Linked DNA regions of Mus musculus: region 1 is linked to region 2. Evidence: chromatin contacts called from public promoter capture Hi-C data. All regions are on one chromosome and are shown on one strand. The core of a region is the stretch at or near the end of the contact, and the rest is flanking DNA. Distances in the headings are between cores, read along the strand shown. Region 1 holds the start of Ralgds (ral guanine nucleotide dissociation stimulator). Region 2 holds the start of Rabl6 (RAB, member RAS oncogene family-like 6).

What was found. Promoter capture Hi-C pulls out the DNA fragments that hold promoters and counts their contacts.
Region 1: a promoter capture Hi-C map of pre-B cells shows a contact between it and region 2, with 3 times the contacts expected there. The contact joins the promoter of Ralgds here to the promoter of Rabl6 in region 2. A contact is called at or near these places in 2 of 39 promoter capture datasets (liver and pre-B cells).

Annotation. Positions count from the first base shown.
Region 1 is chr2:28,531,693-28,535,385 of GRCm38.p6, forward strand. Ralgds (ral guanine nucleotide dissociation stimulator) reads left to right here and starts at 1,772. Exons shown (of 18, transcript NM_001145835.1): 1 at 1,772-2,041. The coding sequence starts at 1,859.
Region 2 is chr2:25,606,387-25,609,871 of GRCm38.p6, forward strand. It overlaps Rabl6 (RAB, member RAS oncogene family-like 6), which reads right to left and starts at 2,095. Exons shown (of 15, transcript NM_001024616.2): 1 at 1,727-2,095. The coding sequence starts at 1,856. Ccdc183 (coiled-coil domain containing 183) reads right to left here. Exons shown (of 14, transcript NM_029859.1): 11 at 3,239-3,407; 12 at 3,045-3,155; 13 at 2,874-2,970; 14 at 2,243-2,407. The coding sequence ends at 2,289. It overlaps Fcnaos (a long non-coding RNA gene), which reads left to right and starts at 2,944. Exons shown (of 8, transcript XR_003954003.1): 1 at 2,944-3,083.

The sequences.
Region 1 (3,693 bases), core at 522-3,021, 2.9 Mb after region 2:
TATCAGGTTCACAAACCCACATACTGGCTGGTATCTCTTCTTTCTGTGTACCTCCACACCCCCATATATTTGTTAGCAAAGCAAAACCTGTTTGTCTGTCTGTCCTATAGGCTGGATTTCCATAGGTTGCAGGCTGGTGGTGTGTGGAGGCTATCCTTCTGACTCCTGTTGTTCCCCAAGTGATGGTTAGATTTAGGTGTGGGTTGCAAGACGTTCTTCACTATCCCACATATGCTGTCCTTATCCCCTCTCTTTTGATGGGCCTGCTCTTGATAAAGGATATTCCCTGTAGGCTGGGGGCTAATCATGAGGGAATGCTTAGGAGGCCTTGGGGAGGGCTCTGCTTTCTGGGAAGTGTCTAAAAAGTCACAGCTGGTGCTGGGGATGCTGAGGGTGTGAGCCCTGTGGGGTCTAGGGCAGCAGGCAGGAACATGGGGACACTTATATTGGTGAAAGGGGGTCAGAGTAAAAAGGCTTGAGCTGTTGGCCTATGGGAGTGAGGAGCTTGTCTGTCTGTCTGTCTGTCTGTCTGTGTGGCTTTATGTCTCTGTGTATCTGCCTACACATATGTGTGTCTGTGTTTCTGTGTCTGTGCATGTGATATCCATGAACAGACTTCCCAGGAGGGAAATGCAGAGCGAGACAGGAAAGGAACTTGATAAAACAGGTGGACAGCAACCAGAAAAGCAGAGTAGATGATGGAACCTCACCTCTGCCACCGTCCATCCCTGCAATTAGTGTGTCTGGAGGCAGCCTGCCTGCCGACGGCCTGCCCGCAGGGTTGACGCCTGGGGACTAAGTATCAGAGAGAAGTGGCCCTTAGAAAAAGAAAGCCAGAATAGGAGAGAGCAGCAGGGTCAGGAAACAAAGCTGAGCTGCTGCCGGGTCCTTGGCCCAGGAATGGGGCTGGGGAAAAGCCTACAGAATGTGTGGGAGCCACTGCCTTCCTGTGATATACCCCCACACGCCTGGACTTCCTGGAGATAGGGCAGAGCCCGGGCTTCTGAGCAGCCTTAGGGGATCTCCACACCTAGCCAAATCTGCCTATCTTTTTCTTAAATCATATTCACTGGAGCCTGTTCATAAAAATACTTTCTGACAATTAAAAATTTCAAAGAAAATTTAGGCCTTGTGGCGGGAGAGATGGCCCAGCATTCACAGTTTGTTCCCCTCAGGCATCAGCGTCTACCATGTCTGCAATGTACACACATGCATGGCAAATAACAGTACACATACAATAAAATAAACAAGCCTTTAAAAGTACGCCACCTCACCTAGTGGTAACCAGCATTGCTTTTGCATAGTAGGTTTGTCTAGTTTGTGCATGACTGTGGTGACTGGAGCTGAGGCTGGAAGCATCCCTCTCCCAATGGAGCTTGGACTGGATGCCAACGCCCTGTGGACACTGAGCCCAATCAATCCTCAGGGTCACCCTTCCCCATACTCTAATATATGAGCACATAGTCAGTGACCTCATTGACATCCTCCCAGTCACACTCTTGGAGGAAGTCATTTTCATTACCCATACTTTCCAGGTGAAGAAACTGAGGCTACAGAGCTAGGGGGTGTTGTAACTGGAATTCCCGGGAAGTGGATCTGATTTCAGCAAAACAGCATCACGGGCCGCCCACACAATACATAGACTGTGTATGCAAGCGCTGTCCACCAGGCCTGCCAACTAGAGGAGGCCCACGCCCCCTCTGAAACCACTCCCCCAGCAGCCCACGCCCCCAGCTGACATCAGCGAGGCCCGGCCTCTGGCGCAGAGCGCAGGCAGCGCGGAGCCGCGCCGGCCCTGCGCCCCGCGCTGCCCCGGGTCTCGCGGCCCGCCGGCCACCCGCGCCACCGTGAGTCGTCCATGGTGCAGCGCATGTGGGCTGAGGCGGCCGGGCCCATAGGGGGCACCGAGCCGTTGTTTCCCGGTTCCCGGCGCAGCCGCAGCGTGTGGGACGCCGTGCGCCTGGAGGTGGGCGTCCCCGACAGCTGCCCAGTGGTGCTGCACAGCTTCACGCAGCTCGACCCTGATCTGCCGCGCCTGGAGGTGGGTGAGCCCAACGTCCTTTGCAGCATTGTGTGTGGCTGGGGGGTTCCTTCCTCAGAAGTCCCCCTGCTGTATCAGCCCTGGGGCAGCCAGTTGGGCATTACAGCTTCCAGCACACCCTCAGCAGTAGGTGGGGAATCAGAGCTGAATTCCCGTGCCCCCTCAATTCATCCCAGTACCTGCTCCCACTCATCACAGGTGTGACAACCCCAATTACTGCAGTCAGTCAAACCTTTAAGCCCCTCCATGCTGTCACTATTTACACGCCTGTGGTGTGTGAATGCTCCAACCACGAGGGCCTATCCTCATTTCAAACCCTTGTCAATGGGGCGCGTGACACGAGGAGGCCACAATATAGTGGGCCAGCAAGTGGTTGTGGTGGCACAGCCCTAAACTCCCCAGAGGTGAGTGGGACCTCAGGGGCCTTTGAATACCCATCACTGAGTCAGACATAGGTCTAATGACCCGGGAACATCGAGGCTGTTCAGAGGAGGCAGTGGCAGGAAGGGAGTGGGATGGGCTGGAAGATTCAGAGACCATGCCCTTATGTGTGGGTGGTGGGAATAGTGAATGTGGGTAGGAGCTTGTTTCTAGTGTCCTGGGCAGGGACACCCAGCAGTGCCCTCTTCCTTTCACCTTAGTGTACACCTGCCACCATGCCCCAGGGGTAGTGGAATCCCAAGGCAGCCCTGCATCCTGCTCTGCCTAGAGAAGGCTCAGACAAAGCATACTCGGGAACTTCTGGTCATGGGGCCCCCAGGCCTAGGAGGCCTCTTGTGCTTGGCAGGTGTCCCAAGCCAGGCTGCTCATTCACCCAGTGGTCTCATCCTGGAGGCGGCTGGGGAGGGACTCCGGGGAGCTTGGTGGTGGGCGGCCCACCACCAGCCCTGCACTCATCTGGCTTTCATTATGTCTGGCAGAGTCTCCGGCTTTGTGTGCTGGAAGGGCCTAGCCTGATCACTCCTGGAGGGGGGTGTCAAGCTTCTCTCTGACTCTGTCTGGCTACATCCCTAAGGACCCTTTGTGGCAGGGCTGTTGAAAGGTTCTGTTCCTGCATGGGTTGCTGCTATCTGTGCCTCCTCTGCTGCCCTCTCTCCAGGCCTCTGTGTTGTCATGCAGCCTGGTCACCGTTTAGAAATCAGAGGGAAGCTTCTGGCTGGGTCAGGAAAGCCAGGGTCCTGGCAGGAGAGGAGGCCACAGCCGGAAACTGAACACAATGACCATTTAGCATTCGCCTGGGGGAGGGGGCAGGGAAATCCCTGTCTGTTTTGCCAATAATTCCCTCCCATCCCCATCCTGAGTCTGGTTTCCTGGTAGCAGACCCAGGTCCAGAAATGAAATCAATCCAATTAAGGTCCCTGCACTCTCTGTCTTTGCCTTTCGTCTTCTGTCATTTGTTTCCATCAGCCTGGGGTTGCCAGATGTCCTCACACATCTGGGCATCTGCCTACTCTCTCAGTTCTAAGTCAAGCCACCACCGACCTAGCTTGACCTGCCCCAGTCTGCTTTATAGAGGTCACGAGGTTTATGCTCCTGCCACAGGCTTGCTTCAGCTTCATCCTGGCGAGAGTGACTGTGAATCTGTAGCATTCACAGGCAGCAGGCACCAATACCGTGTTCCTCCCGGCTCACACAGACCTCCAGCTCAGATG
Region 2 (3,485 bases), core at 845-3,344:
GAAAACATTATCACCAGTGACTGACAACAAGTGCTTACTCAGGGCTTACTGCACTCGGACCTATTCCTTTGCTTACCTTTGCTTTGTAACTCCCACGTCTACCTTTGCAGCTTAAGCTCCACTTATCTACAGAACACCCTGCAGTGACTGTTTCTGTGAGATCCTCTGCTCAGCCAGCTGTCCATCCCACACTGACCATGAGCACAGCGCATTCTGGCCTGCGCAGGGCCAGGTCATCAGCTCAGTGCTGCTCTTTAGTATACTCTCTTTACTCTGGTGGCATAGTTCCCTCTTTTTGCTTCTGAAATTCAGACCACTCCCAGTGATCTATGGTTGTTAAAATTCTGGTTTTCTTTGAGTTTGTTCTTTTTTCCATTGCTTTTTTGAAACAGGGTCTCACTATGTAGCCCATGCTGTCCTGGATTCCATTAGGGTCCAAAAAGGACCCAGCTGCCCCTGCTTCCCAAGTGATGGGATTAAAGGCTCGTCCAGCTTTCCCTGCCTCAGTTATTCATTCTCCTGACATATTGCAAAAGATTGTTGTGCTGCCTTCCCGAGCCACCCAGACAGCATTCTGCAACAGACAATTCAAAATGTGGAGACTCTTACAAGAATCCCGAATCTGTATTTATTATATTGCAGGTTTGTTCCTTTAAGTAAGGCATCTTGGAAAATATGGAAGACTTCAGCTCTTCTAGACCCCTCCTCTTTAGAACCCCAGGGCGTGGGTCCAGTGGGTAGTAAGTTTAGAAAGCAAGAAGCTCCTAGTTCAGGCCTAATTTCTAGAATTGGGCTGCAAATTAATACTATATAAAAATAACGAAAGAATCCAAACATAGATTCCAAAGAACACAAACCACTGAATATTTGACTCAATTCTCTTCCTCAGTCAAGAGAAATACAAACTTCCAAGTTAACACACATACACTGTTTGCTTCTAAATTTGCACAAAAAATCCTCCTAGTAAGTTTCATAATGTTACATTATTACCTAAATATCACTGACCCTGTGAGGCACAGCTTACAGTGAACTGTGTGTATGTGCCAGTGCATGTATGTGTGCGCGCACGCGCTTCAAAAATGTTGCAGTATAGAAATAGTTTAGAAGTAAACAATATCAGACCACGACATTGCCCAAGAATCTTTTGATTGTTCAACCTGCAAATGGAAAAACTCTAAAGAGGTCAAGAGAACCGTGTGCTTCTCGCTGCACAACATACATAATTTATAACGAAGGGCAGAGCGGACTTTTCTTCTTGTGGGGTCAGGGATGCAGAGTTAAGAGCCTCTTGAAATTAAAAAAAAAAAAAAAGCATATCCCTTACAAAACAAAAAACAAAAAAACAAAATCAAGGCTCAAGGCCCACAGGCGACCGACTTTCAGGAGCCTCCGACTTTCAGGAGCCTCAAGTGAGAGCAGGCGCGGGGGGCGGAGAGGAGGCAGGCACACGCAGCCCCGCGCGCGCACCCTCGGGTTATGTAATGGTCTCTCTCCGCAGGGTACCCGCGCCAATCAGGGTCCTCCACCGCTGCTCCGCTAGTGTCGCCGCACAGCTGTTCTCTGGAGGTCTCCTGTCAGGTGATGTCCCTCAAGGAACGACCACTACTCAGAACCCAGGGACCCGTCCGCCCCTACCCTCTGATTCTTCCAGACCCTAGTAGGCTGGGTGGCCGCCCCGGGCCCTGCCAGCCGCCCCGGCCTGCCCGACGGCGCGGCCCGCACTCACTGTTATACTGAACCCCCTTAGCGAAGCGCCTCTGCAGCGCCTGGTTCATGGACTGCAGCCCGGCGGGGATGTTCTTGTCCCGGCCTGGGGCCTGCTCCGACCCCACCAGCTTCTTCAACGCGGAGAACATGTTCCTGCTGGACGTGCGAGCCGGGCTGGCCTGCGAGCTCAGCAGCGGCAGCAGCACAGCGCACCCCGCACCATGTCCGGCCGGCCCAGGCTTCCCCCGAGGCCGGAGCGGGCGCGGCCTCGAGCGAGGTTCTGGGGCCTCAGCCTCTGTGGCTCCGCTCCGGCTTCCACGGCCCTCGGCGCGGCAGCCAGGCACCCGTCAGCGCCGCCATCTTGGCGCCGGCGCGGCTACGGGACGCTAAAAGGGACACGTAGCCGCCGCATGCGCAGAGAGCGCACTAGGTCCCGCCCTTTTCTAGCATCTCCACCTCGCCGCCACCAACCCCCTCTGGTCCAACGATCAGCTTCCCGGTCCTCAAGAGTCCCGAGGTTTCTCCTTCCTCTAGTGTAGTTCTGGAAAAATGTTTATTTCTGTACTACAGCCCAGACAGGTTTACTTTTTCTTCTTTTTGGCTCCCTTGAGCTTCGCCTCGATCAGCTGTTGGGCCTGTTTCTTTATCTCCGCCCGCGAAGGGACGTAACTATGGTCCACATCCGCAAACTGGAAGGTTTCTGAACAGGCAAGAAAAGGAGTGGCTGCCACCCTCTTTCCAGAAGCCTCCCACCTCTACCTGTTGGCGTTTGCTGCCATAGGCCATCTCCTGCCGGGAGCTCATTTCAGACATGTATCAATGACTGGAGACCCCTGCCCTAAGTCACCTAAGGCCAGGTGCCAGACAACTAGGATTTGCCAAGATTATCCACACTAGCTGTCCTTATCCTTTCACCCCACCTTGCCTCTGTAGCAGAAATTCTTCTAAAAGTTCGGTCTGGGCTCCCTTCTGGCCCATCCCATGATATACGTCCCTTTTGTCTCAGAAAAAGAAACCTCTGTAACGTCTATCGATTAAAACCTTTCCCTTCAGCGCCCAGTCACCATGTATGCCATCTCTTGTCTTGAGTTCAGACCCTATCTAGTTGCAGCTATTGTTCTTGTCGTCCTTCTCCATCTTCCTGTGGCCGGCATGTAGAGCCTCACCTATCATGTCCTCCTCTGGGTCCTCAAAGGTAATTCTGGTATTATGTTTCTCTTTTAGAGTTGATGACTCCAAGGTGTCCCTCACCTTTGTGTCAACCTGCAGGGCAGCACCCATTATCATCTTGGAGAGCACATGGGCTTTGTGGGGACCCCTCCATGGCCCAGGGTTACCTCCTCATTTCTGGACAACGTTTGCATGCGCTCAGCCAGGTAGATAAGCTTTCCCTCACAATAATCCAGCTTGCCGTACACATCAAGAGTGTTAGAGACTGCTATTTCTTTCTGTGGGTCAGAGGAGCAGCTGGTTTTCCTGTGGTCCCACACAGGGACCCTGTACACAGCATCTCCTCCCCGGGGGCTGATACCTGGAAGGTTGGCAAGGTGATGCCGATGAGCCGGATGTAGAGGTTGTCAATACCTGTCTGGATGACCAGCAGCAGCTGCTGGCCCTTATTCATGTTGTTTTGGGCCTGCTTGAGTCTTGCTTCTTCCTCTTCTAGCATGTTCTTCATCTTCTTCTGGATAGAGTTAAAGCTATGGGGGAGGTAAGCACAGCAGTGAGGAGGAGGAGGGCACAGCAGTGAGGAGGAGAAGGAGGGCACAGCAGTGAGG